Linked DNA regions of Mus musculus: all the other regions are linked to region 4. Evidence: chromatin contacts called from public promoter capture Hi-C data. All regions are on one chromosome and are shown on one strand. The core of a region is the stretch at or near the end of the contact, and the rest is flanking DNA. Distances in the headings are between cores, read along the strand shown.

Region 1 (2,875 bases), core at 319-2,818, 1.8 Mb after region 4:
TTTTTGTTTTAGACAGGGTTTCTCTGTGTAGTCCTGGCTGTCCTGGAACTTTCACTGTAGACCAGGCTGGACTCAAAGTCAGAGATCTGCCAGCCTCTGCCTCCCTGCTGCTGGGATTGAAGGCCTGGGCCACTGCCACCCAGCTTGGCTCTATATTTTGTTATCACTTTATCTCAGCAACCTTTTCTTCGAAGTGACAGGAAGAAGGAGGAGGAAGATAGAAGAGGCGAAGAGAAAATGTAATGAGAGCTGGGGAACAGCTCGACGATACAGTTCATGCTTAGTGTTTATACAGTTCATGCTTAGTGTTGGGGACTTGATCCTCAGCAAATAAGACCCCAGCAGGGATGTATGTGTCTCATCTACCTGCGATCAATGTCTCTCAAATGTTGATTTGGGAAGCTTTGTTACATGTTCTTATAAGTTAATTTACTGGATGTAAAACATTTTTTTCTCACTGTGGGTTAAAACAACAAAACAAAACCAACCAGGAAGGGTGGTACTATGAGGTGGATGTGTGAGTGCTCTGGCTTCAACAAGAGTCTAAGGGTCCACTGCAGATGGGGTGTGGGGTTTCCTACCCACGCAGGTCTCAAGCCAGCGTGAATTCCCTCTGAGTGCTACGTACAGCTTGCCTAAGTTAGTCGTTCGCAGAGGGCCTGGAAGAGAAAGCTAAACCTACCTGTGGTGCCTGTCAAGCACGGCCCCTCATACAGGAGGAGATGAAGCAGAGACCAAGCAGGGTCGCTAGGATGCCAGCGTGCAATTCTGCCCACCTGAGGCGCAGGCTAAAATGCAGATTCTAGGCACACACACCCCGCCCCCCGGGAAATAGCAAATGTAACTAGGGACGACCCTAGGGATCTGCTTTTGATAAAGGCTCAAACACGCCTGTCTGAAGCTGAGAGGATCAGGGAAGCTCTGCGAAACATTGGTGAAGATTAACAGGGGCTTGAGATGACATAATGACAATTCCCTCTAGGAAGTGCCAGGTAACCCAACTCCTGCCAGGTCGTCGACTCTCGAGAGGCGATGGATGGCGGGCGAGGGCCTGAGGTGAAGGCGATGCGCTCACTGGGGGCCGGGCACCGCGTATCCGACAGCTACACTTGAGACTCACCATGCCAGACTGTATTGAGAGATGTATAAGCTCTTTACGGGGCATTTCACAGTAGCACTTCTGATTGGCTTTAGGGCAGATCTATCACTTATCTGCTGGGTTAGAGGTGGGTGGAAGGTCAATTACGACCAATACAAAAACACTTCTCGGCTAAGCCCCTCCTCACCCAGCTTCCTGTTGCTGTCCATCAACCTCCTAGCAGGCGGGACTTTGCCTCCCGCCAGTTGGCTAAAGGATACGTCGTTCATTCCCCCGTTGATTTCCGGTTGGCGACTCCTACCGTCTATCAATGACACTTCACAGTTCTATTGGCCAGACCAACGTCACTCTAGATGCTTCCCAATGATTGGTTGAAAATGCTGTCGGTCCCCAATGTACCAAGCGTTCATTGGTAAAAGCTGCCGTCGCTCGGGCGGTGGCGGGCTCCGGGATTGGCGGGTGCTAGGCGGGCGGTGTCAGGCTCTCGGTGGCGGCGGAGGCGGCGGAGGCCAGGGAGGAAGATGTCGTAATGAGCGGTGGGTCCTGGCGTCTGCCGGCGGCGTCTTCCCGGCCCTCAAGGGTCGGGAAGACGGACAGAGGCCTCGGGGAGGGGAGGCCGGAACCGGGGGTGCCCCCCTGGGACTGGGACTGGCGCCGGGGCCCGGCTACGGGAGGGGCGGGGGAGGAAGGATTCCCGCCCGGAGGAGGAGCGCGGCTGGCCGGCCGGGCGGAGGCACCCGGAAGGGGGCGTTAGACTCCCCGCCCCTCGGAGCCCCGGGCGGGAGGGCGGCGCTTCCGGGGCTGGCAGGCGGCGGGGGCAGCAGGGCGAGCCTGATAACCCCCTTCGCCCCCTCAGCTTGGGTCGCGCCGGGCCTTCAGCCTGCGCCCGAGTTTGCTCCACGCAGGCGGCCGACGCCCCCTCGGGCTCGTCCTGTGGGCAGCCCAGGCTTGGGACCCAGGTGGTGCCAGTCAGATGGGCCCTGCTGGTCTGAACTGCAGCCTGCTGGCCGGGCCACCGCAGTCCCAGAGGGTGGCAGGATTGGAGGGAACGCCCTAGGCAGATGACTGCTGAACGAAAAACCGACTTTTAATGTTTATACCTGGATCCTTGAGCCTGCGGCTAGTATCTGCAAGCTCTTGGAATTTTAGAAGTTTGGAGAACTTGTGGACAGAGCTCCCAGGCTATGGCCCGATGCCCCTTGCGGGGGGTGGGGGGGTTGGGCAAAAATGCACTGGAATTCCAAAAAAGCGTAGGCGCTATCGCTCGTAACAGATGACCTAAGAAATAAAATAGATGCTTTTCTTCATCCGCGTTGCTGGCTTAAGGGTGCTCAGAATCTTCCCTTCCTTCTTAGGTTTCTTTCCCAGTGCCTTATTCTAGTTTTAGTAGAAAAGGAACTGTCTTTTGCGCTGGGCGACTGAGAAACCTGTCCTCTCTACATTCCTTGGTTTTGATTCTAATAGCCTGTCATGTTTAATCGTTTCATAACTAACATGATCCAGGGGGACTCTGTTTGGTTTTTTCTCCTGAACTTTCCCCATTTTTAGGAGGTTACAGGATTATTACATATCAAAATAAAAGTTTGGGCCTGTAGAGGCCTGTCAACGAGGAGAGAGGCAGACCATAGCCAGTGGTCTGTGAGCCAGGAATTGGCCCAAGGGTCCCCTTTATACAGATTTCATTGTAGAAAGGCGATTAACTTTTCAGTGTGTACTGGCAGGAACAGGCTACAGCTGTTCCATGCTGTGCCCTAGAAGGCCCTTGGCATTACAGAG
Region 2 (2,714 bases), core at 79-2,578, 1.9 Mb before region 4:
AGGATTTCTGAGTTCGAGGACAGCCTGGTCTACAAAGTGAGTTCCAGGACAGCTAGGGCTACACAGAGACACCCTGTCTCGAAAAACAAAAAACAAAAAACAAACAAACAAAAAGTGGTCCTAATTCATACAGAAGGAATTAGAAGCAACAGAAACAGAACTGACCTGTGGTAGAAGGGTTAGTGGTTTTCATCTATAGTGACGGGTAGAGAGAACACAGGTAGTCTTTGAAGGAGCGCTAATTCTGACTGGGGGCAGAGTGAGGGAGATGAGGGGGTCTGGTATATTTGGGAACAGAGCCTAAGAAAGAAAGCTTAGTCTGTCGTGGTGGTTGCACATGTGTTTAATCCCAGCACTCCAGAAGTAGAGGCAGGAGGATCTCTGTGAATTCAAATACAACCCATCTACAAAGTAAGTTCCAGGCCAATCAGGACTACATAGTGAGAGCCCATGTGAAAGGAAGAGAGAGTGAGAGCAACCCTTGGCAGCAGCAGGTCTCCTTTTCAACCATTTAGTATCCTCTAGACAACTCCTTCTTTTAAAAAAAAAAAATTACATTTCTTCAAGTATTTAGCGGGAGGGAGGGTGGATGGGTGGTTGTCAAAAGACAACTAGTGGGAGTCTGTCTTACTCCATGTGAGTCCTGGGCACGGCACTCAGTCAGGCTTGGCTGCAAGCATCTTCACCTGTCGAGCCGTTTCGCTAGCCCCCAGAGAGCCCATTCTATAGAGCTCTCAGAGATTTCATCACCTTTTTTTTTTCTTTCTTTTTTCTTTTTCTTTTCTTTTCTTTTTTTTTTTTTTTTTTAAGCCAGGATCTTACTACATAACCCTAGCTGTTACTCACAGAGATCTGCAAGCCTCTGCCTTCGGATCGAGCCATTACACCTGACTCCATCGCCTTTCCTATAATAGAATGTCCTCAACAATCAGCCTCCTGGGCGGGCTTGGCTTCTCCAAGTTGCCGAGGGCACACGACCGGTCTGCGCGGCTACGTGAACATCATATTTTTCCTTTCTCAATTCTGCATGAACAGCCCTCTGTCTGCTCTCTTGGAAAGCTCAGCCACACGCCTTCCCTCGCGGCACTTGGAACTGGCAGTGACGCGATAAGCAGGCCTGGACCGGCTCCGCCCCACCGGCAGCCGGTTCCACCCAAAACCCAAGTGCCAGGCAGCCCCCGGCTCCTCCCTGTGCGGAGAACTACAAGTCCCGCCATCCCTCGCGCGCACTCTCCCTCCTTTCCCGCGTTGATTGTGGGTAGGATCGGAGTGTCTCCCATTGGTCTGTTCTTTCTGTCAGTCACCTGGGAATATAGAGAGGCGGGGCAGAGCTGAAGATCCGGATCCGGAGCGGCTGAAAGGCGGAAGTGGAGGCCGGAGCCTGGGACACCGCCGGGGGTGGGGGGGAGAGGAGCGGAGTCTGTGGAAGCCCCGGCCCAAAGTAACGCTGCTGCCCGGAGCCGCGGTGAGTGTGCCTGTCCCAGGGCCAGTGTCTCACTTGTGTGGTAGCCTCCCTGGGGTACCCTTTCCTCCTGCCCAACCTTAGCTTAGGGGGACACTGACCCCTCCCCCGACCCGTAGCCCCCTCTTAGGGGCTCACCAGGGCGTCAGGCCAAAGGGGGAGCTCCTCTTTCCTTCGCTAACCTGTCCTTCGGGAGCCTTTGGGAGTCTTTTGAGGCTCTCCTCTGGCCTGTCCAGTCCACTTGTGGGAGAGAGGGACTCTTAAGTTCCGCTCCCCACCCCCTCAGCTTTCAAAATCAAAGAGTCTTTACCAGGTGCGAAGGAACCTGTCCCCCTTCTCTTTTAGAGGTGACGGAGAGTGCTGTCTCTCCTGGTTTTCCTTTCCTGTGTTCTACGCCTCCCACTCCCCAATCCCAACCAAAAACCCAGTTGTCCCCCTGCAGCCCTGAAATTATCTTTATCTCGATTTCCTTTCGGAGATGCGGGGATGGGGGGGGGGGGATGTCGGAATGAGAGTGTTGTACACGCACAGAAGTGTTTTTGCGCGCTTACAGTTCCTTACTTCCTCTTGAGCTTACGAGGACCTCAGCAGAGTTTGAATTCTGGGTCACTTAGACGGAATGGCAGCCTTCTCCTTGGACTGCACGTTATGCCCCCAGCCCTGTCTTAAGTTCTCTCAGTGTGTGTTCGTCTTCCTGCCTCTAAAGAATTTAGCTGAGCTCTGCTCAATCCTAGGGACAGATCACAGATCAGGGAGGATCTGCCCATTCATTATCTTCTGTCTCCCCTCCTCCTTCCCCCCTGCTTCAGGCCCAGCCCTGTCCTTCCAGAGCATGTGAGTGGTTTCCTTAGAGAGACTGCTGCCTGCTTATCTATAGGGGTGGAGAATAGACCAAATAGGAGTAGTGTGAAATTGAGGCACCATCTCTTAACCACCCTGAATCACACACCACTATACACTTGAGCAACAGGTCCATTCCTCACCAGAGTCTCCACTCCCCTCTTGGCTTGGACTTTTTCACAGAGCAGTTAGTCCACATCACCGTGGCAGGTATAGTTTTCGTCCGTAAAGGAATTGCTTATGTGTGCTGGAAAGTGCCAGTTCCCCTACTGTATTGACACAGGATTCTTGTGTTTTCCTTGGGACTTAAGTGTGTGAAATGGCTGGTATCTCTGACCAAGCTGGAAGGTTCTCTTGTTATGCGGCCAAAGTACAGGTTAGAGACTGCCTTCCTGAGGAGTAGCCTGATTCT
Region 3 (2,700 bases), core at 136-2,635, 1.8 Mb after region 4:
ACACAGGCAGGAGGATCTCTGTGAATTCAAGGCCATCCTGGTCTACAGAGCAAATTCCTGGACAGCCAAGGCTACACAGAGAAACCCTGTCTCAAAACAAAAAGTACTGAAAAAAAAATTAAAGCACTCTAGGCCAAGGGAGGTCCTTTATCAGACTAGGAAGATATAAGACTGCAGCCGCCTTAGAAAGGCCTCAAGGGCAAGGCCAACAGAGACAAGCCCAATAGACTCAGGCTAGGTGGGAGGAAGTGGGGCACTGAAGAGCAGCTCTCTACCTGAGCAGGTCCATACCCAGCAGGGCTTCCCCCTGCCCCACAGGCTCTTTGGTCCACACTGCTTCGTTTCCAATGCAGACACCAAGCTCGTTGGCCCCCATCTCAGCTCCCCACAGCCAAGAGGGGCGGCTCAGAATCACAGCGTGTGTCTTCCCCACCTGTTCCACCTCGATATAGGTACACTGGAGGTAAAGAAGAGAGAGGAAGAATTCAGTGAAAAAAAAAAAAAGACCCAGAACTTACACTGCCCGGACCCTTTGTCAGCCACTTTAAATGGCCCTGAGAAAGGTCTTATTCTCAGGTCACACATAAGTAAACCGAGTTAGCAGAAGCTAACTCCACTCAAGGGTCCAGGTTGGTGGACTGGAACTCCGTACTCGTTCCACTCCATCTGCTCCCGTCCCAGGAGCAAGAAAACGAAGGTCTGGGAATAACGTCTCAACCTTCCAGCTCCTTCTAAGTCCTAACCCACCTGAAGCCGGCTCCCAGGGACGTGAGTGCCTGCTGGTATAAACACCACCTCCTGCACCTCATCTCGGGGCCGGTCTGAGTTCTTTGCAAAGATTACAGCTGGGATGGCTGAGGCCGGGGGCACAGAGACAAAACAGTCGCAGGAACAAGGGGCATCGGGGCTCGACGACGCCATCTGCGAAGAAGTGGAGATGTTCATGTCCCTCAAACCTCTCCACAGTCTTGGCCACCGGTGGGGTGCAGGGCACTCTCCTCCCCACGTGTGCACTCTGAGAAGCCTGACGCTCTGGGACAACAGCACTGTTGTCAAAGCGTGGTGTGCACTAACAATGCACTTGGCTTGGAGTCAGGCGACAGAGCAAACTCTGCAAGTTAAGAGCGTCTGTTTTGGAGTCCTAGCCCTTCCAGGCTGACTTACAGGGTAGTTTCTAGGCACTAAAGCTGGCTCCAAGAATCCCACGCTCCTGCGCATGCCCACATTCACGCGCCTCTTCCGTCCACCCCTTTCCAAGTCCTCAGTGCCTCGGTCTCTCACCCTCTCTGCATCCAAGACCCCCAGGCTCGGTTCCGGGCGCCACTTCCTCCTCTTCAGGTCAGATCTGTTCCCCTGGACCCAGGTTCTCTGGTAGGTGACCTGGAAGGCCTTTGTCCCCGGGGGCGGGGCCGGCACCGGCACAGGACACCTGCAATGTCACCGTCTTCCACGAGGGTGCGCGCTAGCTAGCACCACTTCTTAGAGCTGAGAGACCTTTCAAATCCTGCTTAAGAGTCCCGGGCTTTCTCTACAGCCTTATCAGATAAGAGTCATTAACAGGAGGTGGAGCTGAAGGAGAAAAGAAGCCCTAGTGAAAAGAAAGAATGCATAAAGTAGCCAACACTGCTGGGAGTTCTAGAGATTAAGGGAAAACTTTCACTACCTGCTTCCTGACTTGAATTTCATAAATTACGGTATTGTTTATTTTATTACTGTTTTTGTGTTTTGTTTTTTAGAGACAGGGTTTCTTTGTGTAGCTCTGGTTGTCATGAAACTTGCTCTGTAGAATAGCTTAACCTCAAACTCACAGAGATCCGCCTGCCTCTGCCTCCCAAGTGCTGGGATTAAAGGCGTGCACCACCACCGCCTGGCACTTATTTTACTAATTTTTAAAATTTGTATTTTTATAGGCTAGAGAGATAACTGGGTGCTTCAAAGCTGCCGTTGAGGAGAACATGGGTTCGAGTATCAGCTCACAGCTGTTTGTAATTCGTTTCAGTGAACCTGATGCTCTCTCTGGTCTCCATGGACTCCAGACACACATGTGATGCTCAGGCAGGCACACATACAGGCAAAACATCAAAACGCATAAAATAAGTTTTTTTTCTAAATTTTGTAAATATGTGTGTGGGGATTACATGTAGGGGAAGGCATGTGCCCACAGAAGCCAGAAGAGGGTGATCTATCCCTTGAAGCTGAAATCACAGATGGTTGTGAGCTGCCTGGCATGGGTGGTGGGAACCAAACTCAGGTCTTCTGCAAGATCAATCGTCACTCTGAACTTCTGAACCATCCTTCTGGTCCCTTTTTTATTTTTTTTATTAAAGATTTATTTATTGTATATGAGTACACTGTAGCTGTCTTCAGACACAGCAGAAGAGGACATCGGATCTCATTACAGATGGTTGTGAGCCACCATATGGTTGCTGGGATTTGAACTCAGGACCTCTGGGAGAACAGTTGGTGCTCTTAACGTTGAGCCATCTCTCCAGCCTCCCCTTTTTTATTTTCAACCTTAGATGCCATATCTTTTGAGCTGTGCACCTCGTTTTGTTGTCATTGTTGTACATATTTTACAACTTTGAGAGACTATCTGTGTGTATACATACATGTGTGCAAGTGCACACCACCATGTAGGTGTGCCTTTGTGCAGACTAGAGGTCAGCACTGGGTGTCTTCCTCGGTTGTGCTCCATCTTCT
Region 4 (2,873 bases), core at 226-2,725:
CTGTCTTCTCAATCCAGACATATAAAGGACCCTGTCCAACACCTTGTAAAGGATTTCAGCATCGTATTCTCTGACTCACAAACTCACTTTCTTTACTGAGAATAAATCAACTAAGTGTAACCTGTCCCTTCAAGAGGTGTGGCTTCAAGTTGCAGTCATTAACCGGGCAAGGCTGGAATTAAAGACATGTGCCACCATCACCAGACTTCTAACAGACTTTTAAAAGCACACGAGAAGAATGTATAAGAGAAGCAAGTCAGGGAATTTTTGTACCACACAGCTAGAGGTTTTTTTAAAGAGACATTTTCTGACTTACGCCATAAGGAAAAAGAATCTATCACACTCACTTCTGAATCTTCTGCACTTTCATAATCGGAAAGAACAGCTGAAAGGAAAAGACAAATTATGTGATATGTAATAACATAAACGTTTGTTACTACATTTCTGACAGTTCGTTTTGGGCCAGGCAAACATCCTCACTTAATTTGTGGACGCAGCAACTTTCTGGGGCAGATAAAATTATAGTTTCTGTTGACAGATGGAGAACTTTGGGACCACACTGACGAAAAACTATGCTGTTGTCAGGTGTTATTCTAAGTCACCACAGTGCACTCAATCTGTCACCTTCCAAAAAGGAACCAAACCAAACAAGCATGCTCATCATCACCATGACACAAACGCCACTCCCGGGGAACGCTCTCCAAAAACCCCTAACAAACCGAGAAAGACCCAGTGTAAGATATACATGGCCTTAATTTACATCCACAAGAATTCAAGATAAAGTAAAATTACTCACCATCTCCTTCCATGCCATCTTCACTCTCCTGGGAGGAAGAAGATCACACAGGTTAGAGTTGGTGATTTCCAGACGCGGGGAGCCCACCCGCAGATAACCGTGAGGGACGACTGAAGAATCAACACAGATGGTTGGGTAGGAATATGGGGCAAGATAAATCTTCAGAAGTCACATCGAGAATGGCGGTTCTCTACATCCCAGCCCCAGTTTCCGTGTAAACATTGCACGCCCTGAGCTCAGAAACCACCCAGTCCTCCTTCCCCGGGGCTCTGGGTGGATGCAGATTCGCAGCGGGACAACCTTTCTTTCCCTCTAAGAGGAGGCCCGGCATCTCACAGCATCTCCAGCCCGCCCCCTGCCGGGTCGCCGCCCTGGACCGCCCGCCGCTCACTCACACACTCAGACTCCTCGGCGCTCTTGGCGCCCCCGCTCTCCACCCGCCGCAGGTGAAGGCCCCCGCCGCGGCCGCCGCGCTGAGAAGGCAGCGAGCCACTGCCGCCGCCTCCGACGCTCCCGCTGCAGCTGCCGCCGCCCCGCGCCGGAGAGCCGCTGTCGGAACCCGAAGCCCCGGATTCCTCGTCCTCCGTGTCCTGGGAAGCGCGCTGCCGCCGCCGGTCCGCCATCTTACGGAGAACGGCCACCGCTGGTCAGCTCCTTACGCACCACGCCCGCCGCGGAGGCTGCCGGGAAGCTCGAGACTCCGGAGTCCCAGCGTGCTTCACGTCCAGGGAGGGCCGCCCTTCTTTCCGCGGGGCGGGGCCTGCACCCTGCGGCACGTTTTCTGGAGAGCGAGATGACGTCTGTCGGTGATGTAAGGAGGCGTGGCCTAGCGCTTTATTTCCCCACACCCCCACACCCCTAGCCCCGGCGGGCGGAGGGCGCCTGGGAGCGGGGCTATTGCATCCTCTTCGGGTTCTTAGCTCGGCCATCTTGGACTTTCCTTGGGGAGGGTTTCGAGCTCTTCTAGCTCCAGTGCGACGTTGGAGCAATTGCATGATTTTCGTTTTCCATTGCTCGCTTTCCCCTGAATTCTATACAGAACATTTTACTGTATTCCTTCGCATGGTTAAAAATCACGAGTCCAGGTGAAAAAGCCTTTAGTCCTGCGTCAGTTGCCAGCTCTTCACCTCAGTCTAAATTTAGGGGAAAGGAGAAACTGCAGTGGGGACAGAACTTAGTATTGCGGTGTTTCCTGGGTGTATTCAAAATCTCCTTTCTCCATGTGTCTTCCTAACCTAGTTATCTCATTTTGAGAACTGAAGGTTGGAAGGACACTAGTCTTACTATGCTTTTAAAACATCAGAGCTGGATCACCCTTGACTAGTTAAGAGGCTAGTTTTGGACCCTCTCTGCCCCTTCAATGTCTCGAGGTATTAGTTTCAAATCCTGGTGCATTGTTACTCTACAGAGAATGCTTTGGGTATGCATTTATCAGCAGTGAAAGAAAACTCAGCACAACTACCTTGCAGCAACATATAGTTTGTAAGCTAATTTATTACTGCATATTGTTAATATACATCAAATAGATGAGTTAAGAGGACTCTGAGCTGTTTTCATAAATAGCTAAAGGTCCCCACTGCTTACCAGATCTATAAACAGTATGAGACTCCAAGGAATCATGACTGTCTGCAGGGACTGATTCAACTGGTGACAGGTGGCCAAATGTATCATGGAGTTCAGCTCCAGAAACAACTGCCTGAACTCAAAATGGAGGATGCATGATTTAATAAGTGTGAAAGGCATAAGAATCTTATCCATCACAATCTAAAATGGTGCAGCAAGACTGCCAAGTTGAGTGTCTAAATAAGGACAAGGATAGCATGCCACTTTGTCCTTTAGTTGTTTGGTCGGAATCCAGCTTGGGATGTTTTTTTTCTTTTTTCTTTTTTTTTTTTTTTTTTAAGAAAATCTATGACCTCAAGCTAGCCTTTTCATCACTCGGGACCCACCAGCTTCAGCCTCCCCAGATGCAGGCTATGAGGGGACAATACCTGTAATCCTGCTCTGGATCCTACTTTCTTTTGTTTTTTGAGACAGGGTCTCATGGAAGCTAGGCTGATCTTGAACCTGGGGCTCT
Region 5 (2,847 bases), core at 237-2,736, 1.8 Mb after region 4:
CCATGAGGAAGAAGTTGCTCCCCGATGAGGACGGCAGGGCCGGGTGGGTTGGGGAGAATGTCACCTTGTCCTGGGGGAACCCTTGAAGCAAGAGAGAGACCCACGAGTACTACCATACTGCCATGTGTCCCACCGTCCCACCGCTGGTCCCTCCCACACCGAGACACACATCCTCCACTCACATGACATCCCCACACCCCCAGTTCCCTGACCACCCCTGGGCCTGGGCAGCTACGCCCAACCCAACCCCCACTGTGGCCACTGCACCCAATGTGTGCCTCTGTCCCGGACATGCACCCAGGAATCCAGGAAACACTCTGTGTTTGTGAGGCTGGGGAATGAAGGAAGAAGAGAGTCCAAGAAAATAGGGGGGAGGGGGGGCTCAGAGACTTGGTGAGCAAGATCTCCTTAGCTCAGCTGCCTCCCCATCCAGTATCTCTGCCTACATCTGTGGCTTTGCCACCCCTCTGGCACAACTGTTCTCAAACTTCTACTAACTGGCCCCCTATAGCTGTCAGTTCTCACTCCCATTTTCTGCATGGGGAAACTGAGGCCTGAGACAGTCCCATCTTCCCATGCCTCCTCTCACCAGACACCCAGACACGCCGAGAATACCCACCTTGGACTCTCTTCCCTGCAAAGCCTTACCAGCCCCTTGCTACCATGTTAGTCCTCTGTGTTCCTGAGAAACCTCCCACCCAGAAGGAGCAGGGCACTGACCGGCTATGACACTGTGGGTGGGAGAAGAGGTGGCCAAGAACATGTCGTGGTCCACCCAGGTCCCGAGGCAGTGCCCACAGGCGTCCTTGGCACCGGCTCTGGCCATCCTGGCTCCGCCAGGAGATCAATAATGCATGAGCGCTGTGTGTGTGTGTGTGTGTGTGTGTGTGTATGAAGGGGAAGGGACTGGAGGAGTGATGTTGCCCTGTGTCTGGGGAAGCAGCTCAGAGCTTCATGCAGCTAGCAAGCACCTGAGGAGTTGAGGCCCAGAAGGGGCAGGGAAGGGACAGTGTGAGTGTGGCCAGGAGGTCACAGCATAAGGGACCAGGCTACAAGAGGCTGGCCCAAGGGGAAACTCCTGCATTCAGCCATTTAAAGTTTCAAAACTCTTCCGGTGCTGGGGTATTTCTATGCCCTTGTCCTGGCCGCTAGAACCCTGGCCATTTGCTGCTGGCCCCCCCGCAGAGGTGGGAAGTATCTACCGGTAGGAAGGAGAGGTGGAGTGAGACAGGTGAGTGCCCCCCTTAACCACCCCCATTCTCAGCGCCTTTACCAGAGGAGTAGACCCACCAGCTCCAGAGGAGAGGAAGCCTTCCCAGGAATGTCAGGCCGTGACAGCAAGGCCCCCTTACCCCAGGATCCATGGACGCCAGAGCCTCTTGATCCGTACGCTGCTGTGCCTGAGACTGTCTCCGAGTCACCGGCTAGCTCTTCACAGAACTGAGCAGTTGCAGCAGCTACTGCAGGAACCAGGAAGGAAGGAGACGTCGGAGCCTCCCCTCCAGCCGGATCTCCCCACCTGCCCCTCCTCCGTTGCCTCCTCCCGCCAAGCTCCGGGCTGCCGCTCAGCTCTGCCCCCCTGCTCTCGGGAGGACTAAGGACGGAGTGGTACCAAATGACTTGGAAATGAGGGGCACAATCCCCACTGGGCATAGTTCCACATGCTTCAGAGGACTGAACAACTGCTGGCTTCAAGCCATCGAAGGTAAAGGATTTTATTCAGACTAACATGGCCTTGACCCCAGTGAACACTCAAGGCCATTTCCTTATTCACCCTGCCTCTCAATTACACCTGAAATAGATGGCATATTTTGGACCAGCAAAGATATCAGGTTGACTGGGAAGGGACAGAGACACCGTCCCACCCCACCCCCACATACTCTGGGACATGACAATCTGTGCCAGGAGCACAGTCAGCAGGCAAGAGGGACAGCTGAAGCCCCACCGAGGCTCCTCATTGAGAGCAATGCCCTACCAGGTCAGTCCGTGGCAATCAGGAAGTATGGGTGCAGCAAGTCTCTAGGAGCAGAGATGCAGAGAGGTGGGAGCAGCTATGCAGTCATGGGCTGGCAGTTATAAAACAAAGACTAGCTGGGGCCCCTCCCCTGACCCTCAAACACCTTTACCCCACTGTGTTCAGTTGCTGAAATAATCAAGAATTACATTATGAGAAAGACCTACAATTCCCAAATGGATGAGCACGGACTAACAGGTTTGGTGCCTGAGAAATGGTAGCACCAGCAGGCTCTGGTATGATGGAAGGCTCTTGTGTGGCTGCAGAGATGATGTGGGCCAATCGTCTGCTCCACCTTTCTAGACATCAAAGTCTTACACACCACAGCAGTACCTGCTGTCTGGGCTCCCTTCAAAACCTCAGCATGGATTTAGCCTCCCAAGAGGGAGGGGTGCAGTGGGCAGCACCAGGCAGGCCTCTGGAGGCAAAGTGGCACCAGGAGGAGCTACTCTGACATCCAGAGCCTCAAGGGCCTTTTAAATGATTGAGTATCCCTGGGCATCTGCAGAGGTGGGGACTGTGGGAAGCTGGTCCTGGCCCAGGCCAGAGGATAGCTGCTGCAGATCTTCCAACTGTCCAGGACTAAAGACGCTGCGGCACTGCTCCAAGTCTGGGAAGGAATGCTAAGGAGTCACTCCACATTCACCCTGATCCACTCAGGATCAAGAACAGTGGCAGGCCACAGGCGGGAGGTGCCACTTCCCAAGACTCAGGGAGGGCCTCCTGCCATAGCCCCCAGGGCTCCTATTACATGAGAACTCTAGTTCCCCCAGCCTTCGTAAGGAAAAGCACGTGAGATGTAGTATTTGGAAGGACAGGCAACTAGGGAAGAT
Region 6 (2,876 bases), core at 262-2,761, 1.8 Mb before region 4:
TTTGCAGTCTCTAAGTTTATTGTTTAAGAGTTTGGGATGAAAAGACTTGGGGGATGTGTGGTGTGGGGACAAAAAGCATTGATGACAAGGTTTCAAGCTAAGGGCAGTGGGTCTGTGTGATTTACCCCAGGTTTCATGTTGAACAGATGAACAGAAGAAATCTAACATAAGAAATTCAGGAAGGAAGAAAAAAATTGTTTCCCCCCCCCCCGTTGTTGAAAAATGGGTGAAAAATTAAATTCGTTAATTAAGGCAGTGGTTCTCAACCTGTGTGGGTCATGACTTTTTTTGGCAAACCTCTATCTCCAAAAATATTTACATTACAATTCATAAGAGTAGAAAATTTATAGCTACAAAGTAGCAACAAAAAATAATTTTACGGCTGGGGATCACCATGACAGGAGGAACCATATTAAAGGGTCACAGCATTTCAATTCACTGAGGTCCAGCTATCATTCTCTATCCAGTGGCCCAGGTAGTTTCCACTCCGTCAGTAATGATAAGGACCTACAAATAAGGTTAGGGACTTTGACACACACTTTCCTTAAGGGAAATTTAAATTCCATTGTCTTATTTTCGTTCCTTTTGGCTTTAAATTACAATTTCAAGGTCGTCTCCTCCCCACATTTAACCTCAGAGGGCCTCAATTTAATCCAACACTGTTGTGTGTGGTAGTGGTACTACAAAGATAATTATGCTGTCTTCCCAATCCAGACAACATCTGGCCAGACAAGCGTGCTGGGTAGAGTTTATGAGAAGTAGGAGTACAGGGGACACTGAGGAAAAGGGACCTCACCCCATGAGCTGCCTTATAAACTCCGGGGCAGGGGCTGGCGCGCCATGTCATCCTTTCTAGGCTTAACGCTGAGATGGCACTCCCAAGCGGCTGACATGAAAGCAGCCTCATAAAAGGGTCCGCGTCATTGGGGTGATGAACCAGTTGGTGCTTAGAGATCCGTGGAGGATGAAAGGAGCAGGGTGAAGACGCCCTGCGTTCCCCTCGCTTGGTTGGGCAGGGCTTCCAGGAACTGATGAAGCTGGGGATTGGGCTCAAAGTAGCTCTTCATGCCTTTCCAGGGAGGAAGCTGTGGACACACTGCAAAGTCAGGAAGGTAGTCTTGGGGGGGGCTTTTCTTCCTCAAGTGTCTTGGGGACCCCGTCTCCACCCACCAGGGACTCCCAAGCGTTACCGGAGGCTCTCTAGGATTGCTAGTTGTTATGGCAACCGGGCTGTAGGGATACTGAGGCAAGCTTAGGCCCAGAGAGGCAACCTCCTTCTGTACCCTCCTCCTATTCACGGGTAAAGTGGCGCCCCCTACGCACAGGAACCGTCCCTGGGCCCCCGCCCCAGCGCGGAGACCACCGTGGACCTCCAGGGATGGAAGGCCGCTCTGGCCCCAAGCGGAGCCTCTCGTTGGTAGACGGGCTCGAGGGAGTCCCTCTGGGCGCGGCGCCGCCGAGCGGCTCGATGCTCCGACCGGAAGTGCTCTACACCGTCTGCCTCCCACCCGGCTCTCTGGTCCCGGCGGTAAGATGGCGGCTACCGCGGAGTGCGATGTGGTAATGGCGGCGACCGAGCCTGAACTGCTGGAGGACGAAGACGCCAAGAGGTAACCAACCGGGTGGTAGAGTCATGGAGGAGACGAGCTTGCAGCTCGTGGCTTGGGGCAGGTGGACCCGCCAGCGAGGCAGCCCCCAGATGCAGAGACGATGGCTCTCCTGCAGACACCCCCCGCCCCCATCTGAGCTGGAGTCGACCGAGATCCCTCTGAAGGGGTACACTTAGGGGGTCTGCTGTCCCCTTCTGCTTCCGCCTAGCAGGGAGCTTGAGGCATGGTCTTGTTCTGCCGCGGGGAGGAAGGTGGACTTCATCGTGGAGGCCGGGTTCCCGGGCGGGGGCGGGGGGAAGGGTAGGAACCCCAGAGGTCGGCTGCAGAGTGGGGGAGGCGTCGCGGCGACAATGACGACTTCCTTAACAGAGCCCCGACCTCCGCCCGCTCTGGTTAACTTGTGTGCATTGTTGCCCGTCCTGACTGGTCGTCTCCGAAGCCCGCATTCTCCTCCTCACTTCCCTTTCCTCACTAATGACCCTTAGTGGTCTCTAGTGTGAGGCTGAGAGAATTGGATGCTCACTGTATGGACCTGGTCGCCCCCCACTCCCCGATAGCCGTAGAAGTTAAGAATGGATAGACAGAAGGGCGAATGAGGAGCTTGTCTCTTGCAGTACGGGGGCAGACGCTTCTTCGCCATTCCTCCCAAGAGCATTCTTAAGCTCAAGGAGAACAGCTGTTTAAATGCAGTTGGCACTGCTGGGCAGCTGCAGTGGCTCGGGATTGCTAGTCTGGCCTAGCCTAGGGAGGTGCTGAGTGAGTGGTTTTTCTCGAACACTTGGTGAATTCCGACACCAGCTTAAGAACGGGTTTTCAAAGCGGGGTGGGGTGGGGTGGGGTGGGGGGGTTAGAGTACGCTTGGGAGCGGGCGGGACTTGTTCTGATACCAAAGGTGAACTGATTCTTTTATCAGTAGCATGATTAATTTGATCCTTTTCTTAGGATGGACTACAGTCCCCTTACTCTCCTTCCCTTGTGGTTCATGTTCATACCAAGCCTGTAGGGAATGTCTTCAGGCTGAATAATTTGAACAGAGTCAGTTCAGGAGGTCTAGAAATCAGGATTCTGAGGGGTTTACTGTCCAAGTTAGACTTATAAGCGGTACTCGGAGAGATACGGGGAATATTGTAGTCATCAGGTGTATGGTAGTACCTGACTTGAAAGCTGAGATGCTAGACAAAGTGTAGTTGATCAAGAGCTATCAAGTTTAGCCTTGCCTCCTCCTCCTCCTGTTTGAGTTTCCATGTCATTACAGTGTCTGGAGTT
Region 7 (2,700 bases), core at 155-2,654, 2.0 Mb after region 4:
CTATGCCTGTTGTTTTGAAGACCCAACAATTAATACACAAATGTCTAGTTTTCATAAATTTTGTATTCTAGTAATTTATTGGGACACACTAAAAAACGATGAAGTAAAAACAGTCTTTGAAAGTGTTAACTAGCTCAAAATAATTTGTTTCCATTTAAAAAGGTATGTGGTAGCTTAATAATTTTTGTAAGAATCAGTTGAATTCTTGGTGCATATTATATCTGTGAAACGTACTTTACATTCTGAGAACCCCTCCATATTGGTGCTAACTCTCCTAGCACAGCGTGAAGTGAACTTATCTGCTGCATTATCAGTTGGCCTTGTCCTTAATTGCACAAGGACAGCGAATAATGAACTGTCAACTAGATTATGGCCTCTTAAAAGGAGACAAGAACTCAGTTGGCATCTCACCTCTGTCCCACAGCTACACAGTACAAACTTCAATACAATGATTTCCTACATGTGGTCTTCGGACCAGCTGTATCAGAATTACTTATAGGGAACGTTATCAGGCCCCTACCACAGGGTCACTGAACAAGAATCTCACAAAGGCTTTGTAATTTGGAATCTAATAAATGATGTTGAGAGCACACTTATATTTGAGTCACAAAAAATGTTTTGGTACTATAGTTGTATGGGGAACTCTGGCAACGATGGAACGTTCCTGAAAAGCAAAAACTAAGCTGTGTGCGAGGTTAGAGGAAGGGGAGGGGCTCTTCCCGGTGTTTCTTTGATGGCAAAAACGAGTTACTATGTCCTATCTATCACACTACCAACATTTCTCTAAGGCCCTCGTCTGCCCCGCAGTTTCCACGACCTGACTGTTGCCTGGGCTACAAGATGCCACCCTTCCTGCCTGACGAACAGGTTACACCAGGCTCTAAGGCAGACAGGGGGTACCGGTTTCCGTTGCCAGGACTCAAGATGGCGACACGAACGTCGCGACCATCAGAGCCACATGCTCCGTACTCCGCCTCGGCCCCCCCCTCGGATCTCACTGGACTTTTACAAGTCACCGTGGGGACCCTCAAGGACGGAATCTCGGGCTCCGGCGTCAATGCTCCATTATCTGCCTTAAAGGACCGCATTCCTAGGCACACAATGAGCTAGAATCACCTAACTTACAACACCGCCCACCTCCAACCCGCAGCGGAGAGGTTCAGAATGCCGGACACTAGGGCCTTCGCCTCACTCATTGGTGGGTCCATACCGGGGGGCGGGCCTGCACACTCATTGGACTTCTCTCCACGTCAGTCTCGGGAGGACTGTGCCGAGTGGGCAGACACAAACTCGACTATTGGGTTTTCTTTGCTGTCAATCAAAGTGACATCCGGTGACGACTCTAGTCCCGGCTATCTGATTGGACCAACTGTTTCTGGGGTGGCCGTGGCGGGCGGGTTTCCGAGTGCAGTGGAAGGAGGGGGCGGGGAGGGAAGCCGAGGCTGGGCGCTCCAGGCCGGCCGGAGGTGGCGGCGACGGCGGCGGTGGCGAGGCCGGGACTTGGGCTGAGGGCCTGCTGTGGCGGCAGCGACAGACTGTGACCTCAGCAGCGGGTACCTGCTCTAATTCCCTTCCCCAACGAGATAGCCGCGGTGCAACAGGGCCGAAAGCTTGTGGGATAAGGGGCGGCGAGATGTGGTTGAGGAGCAGGAGGCGGGACCCGGGAGGCCGAGAGGGGTCTTGATCGGGCTCGGGCCCTGGACACGGCCGGAAAGAAACGCGGGGCCGACCAGAAAGCGTGTTCCTGGGTGGGCTGGACTGAGAAGGGCCGAGGGCATGGGAGGGCGTGGTGAGGCTGGGCTCGCGAGCGGGGTGGGGCCTGGGGAACGGAGGGCGGGGTGAGGCTCGCTTTTAAGGGTGGGTCAAGGCCAGCAAAGTAGCACTTGTCGCTCCGTGTCCCAGAAAGCTTGGAGGCGCGTCGGCGAGAGTGGGCATGGCAGCTTGGTCTCATCCAGACTCGGGTACGGCAGGGTGGGACCGGACTGGGGCCGGAGCGCTCTCTCTTTGGCCTTGTGGGCTTTGAAGAACTTTGTCTGCTCTCTCAAACTTTAAGTGGCTCTTGGGAAGTTTTAGTAGTAAATTGCGCGAGGACGGGCGGGTTTCAAAAGCAGGGATGTTTACTCAACCGAATGAGGGTATTCGTGGGTGTGTGTGTCTCCTACGTGTCGCTCCCACTTCACCTTTAGAGCGAAGTTGATAGTGGGCCACAGTAGAGGAGTTTAGGAATTTAATGGAAGCTCAAAAGTAGAAATCAGAAATGGGAAGGCAAATTTACCTTCTCCCCACTTGGCAAGTGAGATCGAGAACTTGGCCATATCCTTCTGCTTTGGCTCAGAAGGTCATGTGAATAAAGCTAAAACCTGTGAATTCAAATTCCAGGTGGAGCACGGCTCCACAATCTTCCACTGTCCTCCTGTACCCTACCCTGTTCTTTTATTTTGCCATACTGGGGATTGGACCTAGGGCCTCTAACCAGGCACCCGTGATCTGTATCCTTGTCCTGGACATTCTTTTATTTTACTATTGAAACCAGGCTGGTCTTAAACCCCTGATCTTAACGTTTCAACGTTCTGAGTGGCCTGTGCTATTAGGCTGGTCTTTTATTTAAAAAAATAAATTAATTAATTAACGAATGAAAGAATGATAGGAAAGGGGAAATGAGATTTCAAAAGTTGGAATAACAAAAAGGCATATGAAATG

What was found. Promoter capture Hi-C pulls out the DNA fragments that hold promoters and counts their contacts. Capture Hi-C pulls out chosen DNA fragments and counts their contacts.
Region 1: a promoter capture Hi-C map of liver shows a contact between it and region 4, with 3 times the contacts expected there. The contact joins the promoter of Sp2 here to the promoter of Casc3 in region 4. A contact is called at or near these places in 3 of 39 promoter capture datasets (the C10 cell line, liver and pre-B cells) and 1 of 115 datasets of contacts at active chromatin or transcription factors (pancreatic cancer cells).
Region 2: a contact with region 4 is called in a promoter capture Hi-C map of the C10 cell line, with 7 times the contacts expected there. The contact joins the promoter of Rab5c here to the promoter of Casc3 in region 4. A contact is called at or near these places in 3 of 39 promoter capture datasets (the C10 cell line, cranial neural crest and embryonic stem cells) and 1 of 115 datasets of contacts at active chromatin or transcription factors (large pre-B cells).
Region 3: a contact with region 4 is called in a promoter capture Hi-C map of liver, with 2.4 times the contacts expected there. The contact joins the promoter of Scrn2 here to the promoter of Casc3 in region 4. A contact is called at or near these places in 2 of 9 other capture datasets (adipose tissue and liver).
Region 5: a promoter capture Hi-C map of liver shows a contact between it and region 4, with 4 times the contacts expected there. The contact joins the promoter of Osbpl7 here to the promoter of Casc3 in region 4. A contact is called at or near these places in 1 of 39 promoter capture datasets (liver) and 1 of 115 datasets of contacts at active chromatin or transcription factors (pancreatic cancer cells).
Region 6: a promoter capture Hi-C map of hippocampal neurons shows a contact between it and region 4, with 4 times the contacts expected there. The contact joins the promoter of Dnajc7 here to the promoter of Casc3 in region 4. A contact is called at or near these places in 6 of 39 promoter capture datasets (cranial neural crest, embryonic stem cells, hippocampal neurons and 3 more) and 1 of 115 datasets of contacts at active chromatin or transcription factors (embryonic forebrain).
Region 7: a contact with region 4 is called in a promoter capture Hi-C map of liver, with 3 times the contacts expected there. The contact joins the promoter of Nfe2l1 here to the promoter of Casc3 in region 4. A contact is called at or near these places in 2 of 39 promoter capture datasets (both in liver).

The regions. Positions count from the first base shown.
Region 1 is chr11:96,976,381-96,979,255 of GRCm38.p6, reverse strand. It overlaps Sp2 (Sp2 transcription factor), which reads left to right and starts at 1,568. Exons shown (of 7, transcript NM_001080964.2): 1 at 1,568-1,635. The coding sequence starts at 1,629.
Region 2 is chr11:100,736,829-100,739,542 of GRCm38.p6, reverse strand. Rab5c (RAB5C, member RAS oncogene family) reads left to right here and starts at 1,328. Exons shown (of 6, transcript NM_024456.5): 1 at 1,328-1,465.
Region 3 is chr11:97,028,637-97,031,336 of GRCm38.p6, reverse strand. It overlaps Scrn2 (secernin 2), which reads right to left and starts at 1,385. Exons shown (of 8, transcript NM_146027.2): 1 at 1,282-1,385; 2 at 748-921; 3 at 276-457. The coding sequence starts at 921.
Region 4 is chr11:98,808,410-98,811,282 of GRCm38.p6, reverse strand. Casc3 (cancer susceptibility candidate 3) reads right to left here and starts at 1,475. Exons shown (of 14, transcript NM_138660.2): 1 at 1,192-1,475; 2 at 797-824; 3 at 348-385. The coding sequence starts at 1,419. It overlaps Gm12359 (predicted gene 12359), which reads left to right and starts at 1,194. Exons shown (of 3, transcript NR_033551.1): 1 at 1,194-1,607.
Region 5 is chr11:97,049,459-97,052,305 of GRCm38.p6, reverse strand. Osbpl7 (oxysterol binding protein-like 7) reads right to left here and starts at 1,486. Exons shown (of 23, transcript NM_001310509.2): 1 at 1,353-1,486; 2 at 1-81. The coding sequence starts at 4.
Region 6 is chr11:100,618,262-100,621,137 of GRCm38.p6, reverse strand. Dnajc7 (DnaJ heat shock protein family (Hsp40) member C7) reads left to right here and starts at 1,511. Exons shown (of 14, transcript NM_019795.5): 1 at 1,511-1,610. The coding sequence starts at 1,534. It also overlaps a transcript of Nkiras2 not described here.
Region 7 is chr11:96,828,672-96,831,371 of GRCm38.p6, reverse strand. Nfe2l1 (nuclear factor, erythroid derived 2,-like 1) reads left to right here and starts at 1,404. Exons shown (of 5, transcript NM_008686.3): 1 at 1,404-1,553.